Linked DNA regions of Mus musculus: region 2 is linked to region 1. A link is a contact called in public ChIA-PET data. All regions are on one chromosome and are shown on one strand. The core of a region is the stretch at or near the end of the contact, and the rest is flanking DNA. Distances in the headings are between cores, read along the strand shown.

Region 1 (6,494 bases), core at 1,447-3,946:
GGGAAGCAGAGGAAGGCGGATCTCTGAGTTTGTGGCCAGCCTGGTCTACAAAGTGAGCTCCAGGGCAGCAGCCCAGTCTCAAAAAACCTAATTAATTAATTAATTAAGTAAGTAATTAAGTAAGTAAGTAAGTAAAAAAAAAGCTCTGTAGGATTCTGGCTCAGGGTCACAGTCAGCTCCTAAATCTGCTCTGTGGCCCTGATTGATCAGTCCTGATTGATCAGTCCTGGAGTGAATGGCTATAAACTATCCCTGTCTGACTGAGGTCAGAATTTGTGTCATTTCTAAGGCAACTCCTGGACCCCAACACCAACACTCATTTCTGACCTCTGTGGGCTCCTCCACACATTTGATGTATACACTCACACATTCTCACACAAACATAAAAATACATTTACAAAATTATTTTATTTCTATAACTTGTGTGCACAGTGCATGGGAGTGTAGGCACCCAGAGAGGCCAGGGGTGTTGGAAACCCTGGAGCCAGAGCTGTGGGTGGTTGTGAGACACCCACTGTGGGAACTGAAGGTTAAATCCAGGAGCTCTCCGGGAAAGTACATGAGCTATCGCTCCATCCCTTAAATAAAAACAAGAGTGGGGCTGGAGAGATGGCTCAGTGGTTAAGAGCACTTCCTAAGGTCCTGAGTTCAATTCCCAGCAACCACATGGTGGCTCACAACCATCCGTAATGAGATCTGACGCCCTCTTCTGGCATCTGAAACAGCTACAGTGTACTTAGATATAATAATAAATAAATCTTGAAAAAATAAAAAATAAAACAAAACACTGGCTACTCTTCCAGAGATCCTGCGTTCAATTCCCAGCAACCACATGGTGCCCCACAACCATCTGTAATGGGATCTGATGCTCTCTTCTGGCACACAGGTGTACATGCAGGTAGAGTACTCATATATTAAATAAATAAATAAGTAAATAAATAAATAGGTACCATGGGGAGAAGAAAGTAAGTTACCTAAAGGCAAGATAGAATATGAGCACATGACCAAGAGAAGCTTGCCCTGAGGGCACACGTGGAACAGAGCAAGCCAGGCAAGTCTCAAACTGCAAGTAACAAGGGGCCTATGACTGAGATGTAGGTTAGACTAGCTCAGAACCAGCCCAGCCCAGTGCAAGCAGTTTGTAATAAAATACCAGATTTCTATGTCTTTTATTTAGGAGCTAAATGGAATAGAGTGGGGTAGAACACGTTCGCCCCCCCCCCCCTGCTGCCCATAACATTATATCAATAAACATGTACCCATTTTAGTTTCTTTTTAAAAAATTTACTTATTTATTATATCTAAGTACACTGTAGCTGTCTTCAGACACTCCAGAAGAGGGAGTCAGATCTTGTTACAGATGGTTGTGAGCCACTATGTGGTTGCTGGGATTTGAACTCAGGACCTTCGGAAGAGTAGTCGGTGCTCTTAACCGCTGAGCAGTCTCTCCAGCCCCCATTTTAGTTTCTTTTCCTCTTCCCCTCTCCCTTGTAGTCATTAATTGACCTTTACCCTATATCTAAGCATTTATTAATTAGCCTTTAGCTCGTATCTAAGCCAAATGAACTTATCTAACTAGGCACACACCCTATTTGAACTGTTTCTAGACTGTCAGGAGACACGTGGTTACAAAATAAGAGACATTCAAGCCCCATAGTCTTTGACAGCATGGCACTTTTACATTTTTGAAGTCAGCAGAGGAGATGATACCACACCTAAAATAATATTTTCCAGGTATAAGTCTAATAATTGCTAAATAGTCTGTGTATTACTTTTATGTAAGCAGTAGTTTTACAATATGGTCCTGTTCTTTTTTTAAATACATTTCCCAGAATGGTAAGATTGATACCAGGCTCTTAACTGCTGGGACCAAGTTTCTGTTCCTCCTGGCAGTTTCTACTCTTACCTCCAAAGGGACTGCGAGATTTAGATTCCTTTGTCAATTTTTTGGCACTGGAGGGATGTCTGACCTTCTATGCCCTTTATTTCTTCCTTATATGTTTCATACGTTCTCAAAGCCATCTCCTAAGTTCTTGGAATGTAGTTATCTCTTTTATAAAAGAAAACAGTCAAGTAAGGGCCATTAACCTTAATACTTCCTTCTGCTTTTTCCAGGTGACTGCAGAGGCAGCCAGGGGGAGCCAGGAGAACCGGTTTCTGTGTTCCAAGAAAGAAACACTTGGGCCGGGCGTGGTGGGGCATGCCTTTAATCCCAGCACTTGGGAGGCAGAGGGAGGCGGATTTCTGAGTTCGAGGCCAGCCTGGTCTACAGAGTAAGTTCCAGGACAGCCAGGGCTATACAGAGAAACCCTGTCTCGAAAAAAACAAACAAACAAAAAACAAGACGAAGAAGAAGAAGAAGAAGAAGAAGAAGAAGAAGAGAGAAAGAAAAGAAAAAAACACTCTAGATTCCTCATAAACTCAGCCATAATCATGACTGAACAAAACGAAACTAAAAGTGGTAAAAACCAGGAGGGCCTGAGCACGCGTCCGCAGTATCGTTTGTTTCCACAGCGCCTTGCCCAGTAGACAGGGATCTCCAAGGGCCTTGCCATAAAGAGCTTTTGTAAAACACTCATGCGTCCTTCCTAGAAGTTATAGCAGGGCTTCTGCCACACCCCTACACCCAGTCCATCCCCAGTGTTCAAACAAGAGCGAACGGGAATTGAGAGCCATCTGTGAGGCTGCAGACCTGCAGCTCGCTGCCCTCTAGTGTTCGTTTGGTAGAAGTGCGTGGGTCTTCTCAGCATCCTCACGTCCCCTGCTCTCCTGGCAAACAGGTGAGGACCACGGAGCGCTGTCTCTGGTCCTGAAAATTCTCAGCTAGCGTCCAAACCAAATGTAGAGTCCAGTCCAAAGCAGAGTCGCCTTCCAGGACTTTGTCATTGTTGTTCCTTTTAATTTATGAAGGCCCCCAGAAGTCCCTCGGAATGTCACTGGAGTAACAACAGAAACACTGTAGGCCGTGCTTCAGGAGAACCACGGTAGGAAATGTAACAAAGAGAGCCAAGGACGATAAGAAAGAAGCTTGCCATACACCATTGGGAAACTCATGGCAACAAAACATACTGCCTGAAAATGGAGCCAGGGAGCAGGGGGGCGGGGCTGGGGACATGTAGCAGAAGGTACAGAGCATAGCATACAAGCATAACAATATGAGTTGTTTCAGCATCCACATGAAAAGCAGAGGATCACCTGGCACTGTTGGCACATGCCTTTAATCCCAGCGCTCCAGAGGCAGAGGCAGGTGGATCTCTGTGAGTTCGAGGCCAGCCTGGTCTATAGAGAGAGTTCCAGGACAGCCAGGGCTACACAGAGAAACCCTGTCTCAAATAAACAAAACAATCAAACAAAAAGCAGATTGTAAAGCCAGGCATGGTGGTGGTACAAGCTTTTAAATATGTGGGACACAGAAGCAGGTGGATCTCTGTGAATCTGGGGTTACCCGTGGCCACACAGTGAGACCCTGTCTAAAAGCAGAACATAGTAACCTATGTAACCCTAGTTCTGAGGAGGTGGAGACAGGTGAATCCTGGGGCTCCAGCCTATCCTAACCCTTGAGCTCCAGGCCCGAGAGAGACCTTATCTCAAATAACAAGGTAGGGATCGGGAAGATGTTCTGTTACCTGTGTAAAAACCAGTGTCGGTGGCCTGTGTCTGTGATCTCAGCACTGGGAGCTGGAGACAGGCAGATCCCTGATGCCTGCTGACCAGCCAGTCTAGAGGAATGGCGAGCTCCGGGTTCAGACGAAGACTGTGTCTCAGATTATAAAGTGGAGAGAGACCATGGAGGATGTATGATGTCCATCTCCGGCTCACATAGCACTTGCTCATATGTGAACACACATGTACACATACAGGCATGCATACACACATGGAAACAAATGCTCCCTGAAGAATGACCACAGTGTTGTCTTCTGGCCTCTACATACTTGTGCATATATGTCGGTCCACATGAACACGCTCACACAGAGAGCGCAAGCCTAGAATCCCAGCTCCTCGAGAAGCAGAAGTGGGAGAACTATAAGTTCAGGACCAGCTTGGGCTACAGAGTCACACAGACTGTGGGTTCATTTGTTCAGAAGATCTGAGTTCTACCTCCAAGCCCAAATTTCAGATTTGTTAGCCTCCAGATCACTGTGTATCAAGATGATTCTCCTGTCTCAGCCTCCAAAGTCCTGGGATTACAGACATGTGTCACCGTGTGCAATTTATTTATTTATTTATTTATTTATTTATTTATTTATTTATTTATTATGTGTGAGTACACTGTAGCTGTCCTCAGATACTCCAGAAGAGGGCATCAGATTTCGTTACGGATGGTTGTGAGCCACCATGTGGTTGCTGGGATTTGAACTCGGGACCTTCAGAAGAGCCGTCGGCGCTCTTAACCACTGAGCCATCTCACCAGCCCCACCATGTGCAATTTTGTGTGGTGCTGGGATTGAACCCAGGGTTTATTGGATGCTAAGAAAGCTTGCTACCAACTGAACTGTATCCTCAGACCCCACACATTTACAGACTGTGGGGAATTTTGTTTTCATTAGTTTTACTCTAGTGTGTGCGTTAGAGAGCCTGCCATGGTGGAGACATGGAAGGGGAGGAACAACTCATGGACACTGGACTCCCACCATGGGGCCCAGGGGTTAAATTCAGATCTTGCCTGATGAGTTTGTTTGTTGAGACAGAGTCTCGCTATGTAGCCCTAGGACTTGATATGTAGACCAGGATGACCTGGAACTCACTGAGATCTTGTCTACCTCTGCCTCTCTAAGTGCTGGGATCAAAGGGACCTGCTGCCATGCCGGCTGGGTTTTATTTTTTAGAGATAGGGTCTGTTTGTAGCCCAGATGAACTGGGAATGCTGGTGTACACCTTTAATCCCAGCACTCCAGAGGCAGAAGCAGATCTCTGTGAGTTCCAGGCCAGCCTGGTCTACATAGTGAGTTCCAGGATAGCAAGAGCTGCATAGTGAGACCCTGTCATAAAACAAACAAAAATCTGTAATCCAGACTGTCCTAGCACTTAGCGTATAGGTCAGGCTTGCCTTGAACTTTTGGCCATCCTCCTACTGCCTCTTACATGGTAGGATTACAGGCACACTCTAAAATTTACTATATACTTTTTTCCTGGTGACCACAGAGCTATCAGTGTTAAAATGTATTTTGGGAATTGGTTTGGTTTGGTTTGGTTTGGTTTTCTGAGACAGGGTTTCTCTGTATAGCTGGCTGTCCTGGAACTCACTTTGTAGAGCAGGCTGGCCTCGAACTCAGAAATCCGCCTGCCTCTGCCTCCTGAGTGCTGGGATTAAAGGTGTGTGCCACCACGCCTGGCTGGGAATTGTTTTTAGCATACAATTGCCCACAAGCAACAGTAACACGTCATAAATGTTAAATTAATTATTGTTAGTTGTCAAATGGTTAGTTGTTGTCTTTTTGTTTTTGTTTTTAGGTTTATTCATTTATTATGTATACAATGATCTGCCTGCATGTGTATACCTACAGGTCTGAAGAGGGCATCGGATCCCATTATAGATGGTTGTGAGCCACCATGTGGTTGCTGGGAATTGAACTCAGGTCTCTGGAAGAGCAGTTAATGCTCTTAACTGCTGAGCCATCTTTCTAGCCCCAGATGGTTAGAATTTTAAGAAATGTGTCTTTATGCTTAGATTTCTAGTTATGTGTATGTATGTGTGTGTGTGGAGAGCTCTTTGGGGCCACTTGCTTCTAGATACTTGACAGGAATTCTGTCCTTTCAGGACAGAAGAAGGCATGAATCTGACTTTGGGCTAGGACTCAGGGAATAGGCCTAGATTAAAGAACATTTACATTTGAGTTAATGCAAAGCTCAGAGCGGCCTCAGCAGAGGCCTGTGTGGCTTTCCTTTCCTCTTGGTAATCCTGACTAGTCCATGGAAAGGTGCTTTCGGGATTTTGTTTATTGCCTTACTTGTTCCTTGACCCAGAACTGATATTATCATTTTTCATGTACTTAAAGTGGTATAAAAGCAGACTGGAAAAAAATAAACTTGCTTTAGCCTCAGAACTGGCTGGGGTCATGTTATAATGTTGTCTAATTGTCTTTTTTTTTTTTTTTTTTTCTTTTAATACTCGCTCCTGACCTGGAGAACCTGTTGACTAACTGAGCTGACTTGGTCGTGTGTGTGTGTGTGTGTGTGTGTGTGTGTACATAAGTGCAGGTTCCTTTAGCAGTCAGAGGTATTGACTTCCCTAAAGCTGGAACTACAGGTGGCTGTGAGCTGCCTGACGTGGGTGCTGGGAACTAAATGTGCCCTCTGCAAAAGCAGCATAATCCCTTAACTGCTGAGCCAGCTCTTTGCCATAACCATCTCCCCCACACCCACTCCGAGATAGAGTTTCACCATATAACTCTGTTTAGCCTGGAACACACTATATAGACTATCAATTCTTATCATTTATACTCTGCCTTGTCAATAAATGCTGATCACCCAATGGCTGGGCATAATAGAGAAGA
Region 2 (6,494 bases), core at 2,057-4,556, 310 kb after region 1:
CTTTGCTCTCTGTGTTGGGCTTTGGTGGGCGTGTCTTTGCTGCTTCACTGAAGATTTCTGCTTCAGTGCTTTGTTGACATGCTTTGTTCTAAGTAGCTCTACCAGAGAAAACCCAGTGTCCATTGAGAGGAGCATGCTGTGCCTGTCATTGGAGGTTCGGCTTGTGTGTGTGTGTGTGTGTGTGTGTGCCTGGGTGAGCTTATGTGAGGCATGTGCAGGCAGAGGCCAGAAGAGGGCATTGAACCCCTTGGAACTGAACCCATAAGCGGTGTGAGCCTCCTCTCCCCCATGTGGATACTGGGAACCAAGCCCAGGTCTTCTGAAAGAGCAGGAAATGCCCTTGACCCCCAAGCCCTGTTCTGGACTCCTGATGTCTCAATGTCCCCATCTAGGAGTTGAGAGAGATAGTGTAGTATTGAACTTATCAGCTCTTCTCAGCGCCCCTGGTCTGTGGTAGCCTGGTAGCCGTGAGAGACCCACATGATGCATGGCCCTTGTGACTTAGGGCCGTGTTTGGTGCTCAGGAACATCTAAAAGCAGCTCTGTGTGGCCCCTCTTTCATAAATAAAGACAGGGAAGCTTGGGGGTAGACGCTGGCCTATGGCTACAGTTTGGCAAGTGATGTAGCTGAAGTTTGAGCCTGGTCCCATCCAGCCCTGGGCCTGAGTGTTTAATACTCAGCCTATACTGGTGGGATGCTCTGAGCATGCTCTGTGGGGGTGTGGGGGAGCCTGTGTGGGCGGTGCAGGCTGGAAAGGGGCTGAGGGTCACGTGTGCAAGCTCTGACTCACGTGTGCATATTCTGAGTGTGACAGGGTCGTGGCATGTGTCAGGAGTGGGTGAGCCATCTTGGTCTGTGCAGGAACACACATCGTGTCTGGGTTGGGGGAGTAACTCTGTGCAGGTTGTAAATGCAGATGTACCTGGCTGGAAAGGGCCAGATGGGCCAAAGGATGTCTCAGCTCTGCAACTGGGGAATATGTCTGCTGCTTCTCAACAACCCCCCTTGCCCTTTCCATCAGAGGCCAGTTGCTGGTGGGCATGAAGGAGTGGAGGAATGATAATGGGCACTGGAGTATCAGGCAAAAGCTGGGTGTCCTGAGTATTGACTGGGTGTGGTGTCACATAGTATAGCTCCCCTGTGGCTGAGAACGGGATTGGTGCCCATTTTATAGGACATGGGAAGGAAGCTCAGGCAGTCTGGGGCATACCAAGGTCTTTTAACCATTTAGCAGCAGTCTTGGGCTCAGGCTAATCTTATCCCCATGTGGCTAAAACCATGCCCTTTCTCTCATGAGCATACTCTCCTATGATCTCTGAGCACAGGGTCATGAGCGCCCATCTCACTATCAGACACTGGCCAAGTGTTCTGGATTTGTGGGGTGGGGGTGAGGCCAGGCGGTGAACAGGATATCTTGCCTCCTCCCATGGGCATTTGGGCAACTCCTGCCTTGGCTTTCTGCCTTAAGGAGGCAGAGGTAAGGCCCCATGGGTGATCATATTGGAAGCATGGAGTGGGTGTGGTCAGGAGTAATCAGGGAACTGTTGATCCCAGTCTCCAGCCCTCAGGCCTTGCTCAACCTCCACCTAACCCAAGGGAGACAGCTGAAGGCAGTGTGCCTAGCTCTGGGATCTCGTGAAGGGCCCCCATGGTGTAGGACTCCCAGCTTCACCGTGTGTGCACTACCCCTGTTTGTGTGTATGCACACTTGTGTGTGCTTAGTGTGGGTACCTGTGTGTGGAGGCTGGAGATCAGGTCTTCCTCTTTGCTCTCCACCTTTTCTCTTGAGTCAGAGTCTCTCACTGAGCTGGGAGCTTTGCTGATTGGCTAGGCAGGCTGGCCAGAGAGCTCTATGTCCTGCCTGCCTGCCTGCCTGTCTCCTCAGCTGCAGTCGAAAGCTTTGCCACACCTGGATTTTACACAGGTGTGGCTGTCAGATCCTATAGCAGACACTATAGTGGCTGAGCTGTCTCCCCAGACCCCTGTTCCTGCTCTGATGGTAGGCTGGGGCTGGGGATGAGATGTGCAAGGGTGACGTGGCACCCAGCGTGCCCTAGACTGCTGTGCCCCTGCCTGATGTTTGACACAGCTTGGCTGCCGTACGATGTGTCTTTGGATAAAGGAGGAGACCCAGTCCTTATGGATTTGATGTGGATTCAGGAACAAGGTGATATATAGAGTCGCTGTAATGGAGAGTCCTTGAGGCTTCGACCATATCTTGTGGCTTTTGGTCTATGTGCAGCAGAGTTGTTAAGGGATGGGTAGGCGAAAGTGGCTTCCATTGTTCCCACTTCCAGACCCTTCTTCCTGGGCCCTTTCCTTTGAGCTCACTTGCTTGGCCTGGTCTGCACTGTTACCTAGCAGTCCCTGGGAACTGCTAGGGTCCAGCCAGGGCCTTGTGTCTGGCTGTCCCTCTTAGAAGGTCTCTGCCTTCCTGCCTCTCCTTTTGGTGTGATGTTATATAGATCAACTCTGGGGAGATCAATTATTCTGCTTGGGGAAGCTCTTCTGGCCCGAGGAGCACAGGTTGGGGGCCTGGGAAAGGCTGCAGGGCTGGCTCCAGCATGCCTGGCTTTCCAAGGTGGCCGGGAAACTGGTAGACTCAGAGCCCCTGTGCCCTGGATTCCGGGAGTGAAGGAATGTGGCTCTCAAGAATGTTTAACCCGGGCAGAAATAGCACACTTGCCTCTCCTTATTTTGGGCTCCAGTTCTCAGCATAGGGTGCTGATCTCTCACCCTAGTCTGGGGCCACAGCTGTCCGCGTCCCCCACAGCTGCCCGGGTCCCCCACAGCTCTGGCCTTTTGGGGACAAACAGTGGCCTCTTTTTCCAGCTTTATTATTATTATTTTAACCAAGAAGTTGCCGTGGGAACCAGAAAGCGGTTCTGACTTGGAAGTACACACAGGCCCTGTAATTACTTCCTTGGCCCCTCAGCCTCCTCTGAGCATCTCAGGGAGGGAGGGGCATGGAGTCCTGAGGCCTGTCTGCTGTCGTCTGCCTCGGGGAACTGCAGCTCAGGGACTTCCTGCCCCCAAGGCTAGCTTCAAATCCTCCCGACTCCCTTCTGGCATGTCAGCTTGCCCCCCAACATACACACTAGCCCGGGAGCTATCTGTAAAATGGGCAAAGTGAGGGAACCTGCCCAGAGGGTTAGACAGAGCAAGCAAAGCAAGTGTGAGAAACACTGGCGAGGGGCCTGCCTCTCTCTCTCTTACTGCTTCACACATCCGTGGAGAGAGCCACACCCCTTGCAGGCTCGCTACAGCGTGGGTGGCTGAACTCTGAACTCCGGATGCTCAGAGAAGGCTGACTACACGCCACCCAGAGGCGGCTCCCTGCCAGTGTCTCTTGGATGCGGTAGAGGCAATGTGTATAACCCTCTTCCCCCCCTACACACTCAGCTGTGGGCTGTGAGGCTGAAGCTGGGGCTCTCTGCAGGGCTCCCTGCTCTGGTCTGCTCCCCAGCCTCACCCCCATCCCTACTCCCCACTGGCACCCCAAACACATTTGTCAAGATGAATAGGAAAGCCAGGACAGAAGTAAATAGCTAATGGATGCTCCAGGCTTCTTCTAACCCATCCTGAGCCTGCTTCTCTACCTGGCATTAAACTTGATCCCTTTTTCTAGGACTCCTGAGTCGGGGGTCTTCTGTCAATTTCTGTGGCTTGCAGGGGGGACAGGTTGGGTCTGAGGTGGCAGCCCTCATCCCTCCTTCCTGCCCTCCCGCACCTGCCTCTTGGTAGGAACCAAAGCTTCCCTTCAGAGCAGGAGACGGGGCTATTTTTGGCACTGTGGGGGGAGGCGAATGCTTTCCTTCTGTTCAAAAATACATGGTGTGCACTGTGCAAACAGGGAGCTGGGCTGCTCGAAGCCTGCGCTCCTGGGCACTGGGCCTCTTGCCATGGTCCCTGAACCCTCTGGAGCTCTGTAGTCTACACATCCAACCAGGCAGGGTGACCATTGTCTTCACACTGCTTGTCATGGGGCCCTTGCTGGGCTCAAGAGGAACATGATCTTAATTATAAGTAGCAGCAGCCATCACAATATAGAGGCTCCTGCTTTAGGGGCTCTGGCTGGGATGCCTGTCTCCCTGGACTGGAGAAGCTGAGGGCAGCTCTGACAGTGCCCTAGGGCATTCTGGGAAGGATGCCCTGCAGCTTTGGGAGAGAAACAGAGAGTCCAGGGGAGCCCCAACTGGCTAAAGGGTTCCTCTGGCTGCCCCTTTAGTTCTCATTTCCTGGTTGAGAAAGTGGTTTTAGGCTACCTGCCTCAGTTTACCCTGTGGTACTGACACAAGGGAACATGGACTGTTGGTTCTCTGGCTTATACGGCATCCATAATGTGGTGGAGAAACAGAAGTGAGGCCAGTTTAAATGTCAAGACAAGCTGTTGGTACAATGGGGGACGTATGTATGCAGCATAGGCACCTGTGGGAGGGCTTAAGTGGCATGTCAGCTTAGCATCTTGTGTACTCCTTCCCTGATGGAGGCAGGAGGAGGTCAGGGTAGAGGAGATTTGGGCCAGCAGCTTCGCCTGATACCAGTGTCAGGACAGGGTTACTCTCAGGACCTGTGTCCTGGACGTGGTCTAGGAGGAAGATGATGCTGGTGACAGCAGTCCTGTGCTGGGCCCACCAAGCATGCTAAGCTGGACAGGAAAGGAGGAGAGCTGCCAGGTTAGAGATAGGCCTAGCTATGAGTGCACACATGCATCAATACATGCATTCATGTATATGTGTGTGTGTGTGTGTGTGTGTGTGTGTGTGTGTGCGAGTGTGTGCGCTCACACGTGCATGCATACACATATGGAAGACATAGACACAGGCTGGGTGTTTTCTCAACTGCTTTCTACCTGATTTCTTGAACAGATCTGTCACTGAGCCTGGAGCTCACCATTGGCTAGACTGGCCAAGGGTCCCTGCCTCTTCTCCCCCCTCCCACCCACCACACTCTGTCCTGGGATGCTGGGGATCTCAACTCAGTCCCTCATCATTTCAGAGCAGACATTTTACCCATTGGGCCATCTCCCCAGCCCCCTTTCCTCTGTCCTTCCTTCCCTTCTCCCCTCTCTCCTTCCTTCTTTTCTTGACAGCATCTCATGTAGCCCAGGTTGGCTTCAAACTCCCTGTGTAGCTGAGGATAGCCTTGAACCTCATGCCTCCACCTTCAGCAGTGGCACTACCACTCCTGGTCTGTGAGGCGCTGGGACCTATTCTAGGACCTTGTGCGCACTGGGCAAGCGCACGCTAGCTTCCTAAGCTTCAGGTTCACGTCCACGAAGGACAGGAGGCATCTGTTCCAGTAGGTGCCTGCCGAGATTGGTGTGCAGTGGCTAACCCCCTGAAGTCCGTGTCCTCTCCCAGCCCCCACAGAGAAGCGGCTTGGGAAACAGGCCGTAAGTGGCTGGGAATACTCTATAGACCTAGAAGATGAAGGCAGCAGCGAGTGCAGTGGTCAAGGTCACAGCCTGACTTGGTGCTGCAAGCTTCTATCTGCCCATCTGCACCTGTCACTTTGACGGGTGACTGACAGCAGCCACCCTCCTGCCCAGCCAGTTTGGGGTCCTCCAGTACCTCGGAACCACTAGCTCAGCGGTGAGTCACTGGGGTGCCTCCTCCTTGGAGATCAGGGCCACGCCCCTACCCTGGCTCTTAAAGGGCCAGCTCCAGAAGCAGCACTAGAGCATATTTGCTTAGAGCTGTTATGTATTTCAGTCCTCCTGGCCTGACGCCCGGGAATTCATGGCCAGAACTTTCCAGGGTCTCTGCTGGAGCTAGACCTCAGCGTCTGCCGATGGGTTTCTGGAGCAGGGTCGCTGCATGGATCGGGAGGGGAGGAGTGGGAGGGGCTAGCTGAAGGCGGGGCTACTTCACTCCAGCATGGTCCCTGCCAGTTCAGCTAGTTATCCTCTCAGTAGGGCATTGCACCCTTCTTTGGGGGAGATGGGTCTCATTAGGGATCCCTCATCACCCTTTCCCCAATCCTGTTCTGGGCTCCACAGGCTGTGACATTCCCAACCGTGACTGACCAGGAGTGCCTGAGCTGTGAATGGCGGTCAGCCTGGTGTGTCACCAACCATGGGCTGGGGGAGGGGATCTGGAGGGCATGAGCGGAAGTGGGAAGGTGGGCTGTAGGAAGGAGGTCTCCTGACCAGAGCGGTTCCTGGGGTAGAGGCAGGAATGCCCAGGTCCTACCAGTAGGACCTGCCATGCTCTGCTTATCCTGTGGCTGCGGTGACACCTTTATTAATAGTGGCAGTTGCTAATGCTTCAGGACACCTGTCGTGTTCCCTCTGCCCGGATGACAACAGCCTCCTGTGGCTAAGGCTTTGTTCCAGCAGCATGTGGCCACCTGAGGCACCTCTGTGCTCTGTGAGGTCAGAGCTGGGCGGGCAGCTGCTTTCTCCTAGTTGCAGTTCCACAACTGACTGTGCGCTGTAAACTTTTGCCTGTCAGAGGACTGCTTTCTGCCTCTGGGCAAGCCTCTATACAGC

The links. ChIA-PET counts read pairs in DNA pulled down with a chosen protein or histone mark.
Region 2: an RNA polymerase II ChIA-PET map of memory CD8 T cells shows a contact between it and region 1, with 8 read pairs. The contact joins two enhancer-like sites. A contact is called at or near these places in 1 of 484 Hi-C or Micro-C datasets (CD4 T cells) and 3 of 115 datasets of contacts at active chromatin or transcription factors (embryonic stem cells, memory CD8 T cells and pancreatic cancer cells).

Annotation. Positions count from the first base shown.
Region 1 is chr2:30,940,180-30,946,673 of GRCm38.p6, forward strand. No RefSeq gene overlaps it. Among named protein-coding and RNA genes, the nearest start is that of Tor1b, 9.6 kb to the right of the region's middle. Within about 2 kb of position 2,697, at least 113 of the 459 cell types and tissues checked have an H3K27ac peak or open chromatin away from gene starts, as enhancers often do. A contact at or near this core is called in memory CD8 T cells, where this site is marked.
Region 2 is chr2:31,253,470-31,259,963 of GRCm38.p6, forward strand. The region is part of intron 1 of Ncs1 (neuronal calcium sensor 1); the gene reads left to right. Among named protein-coding and RNA genes, the nearest start is that of Ncs1, 11 kb to the left of the region's middle. Within about 2 kb of position 3,307, at least 241 of the 459 cell types and tissues checked have an H3K27ac peak or open chromatin away from gene starts, as enhancers often do. A contact at or near this core is called in memory CD8 T cells, where this site is marked.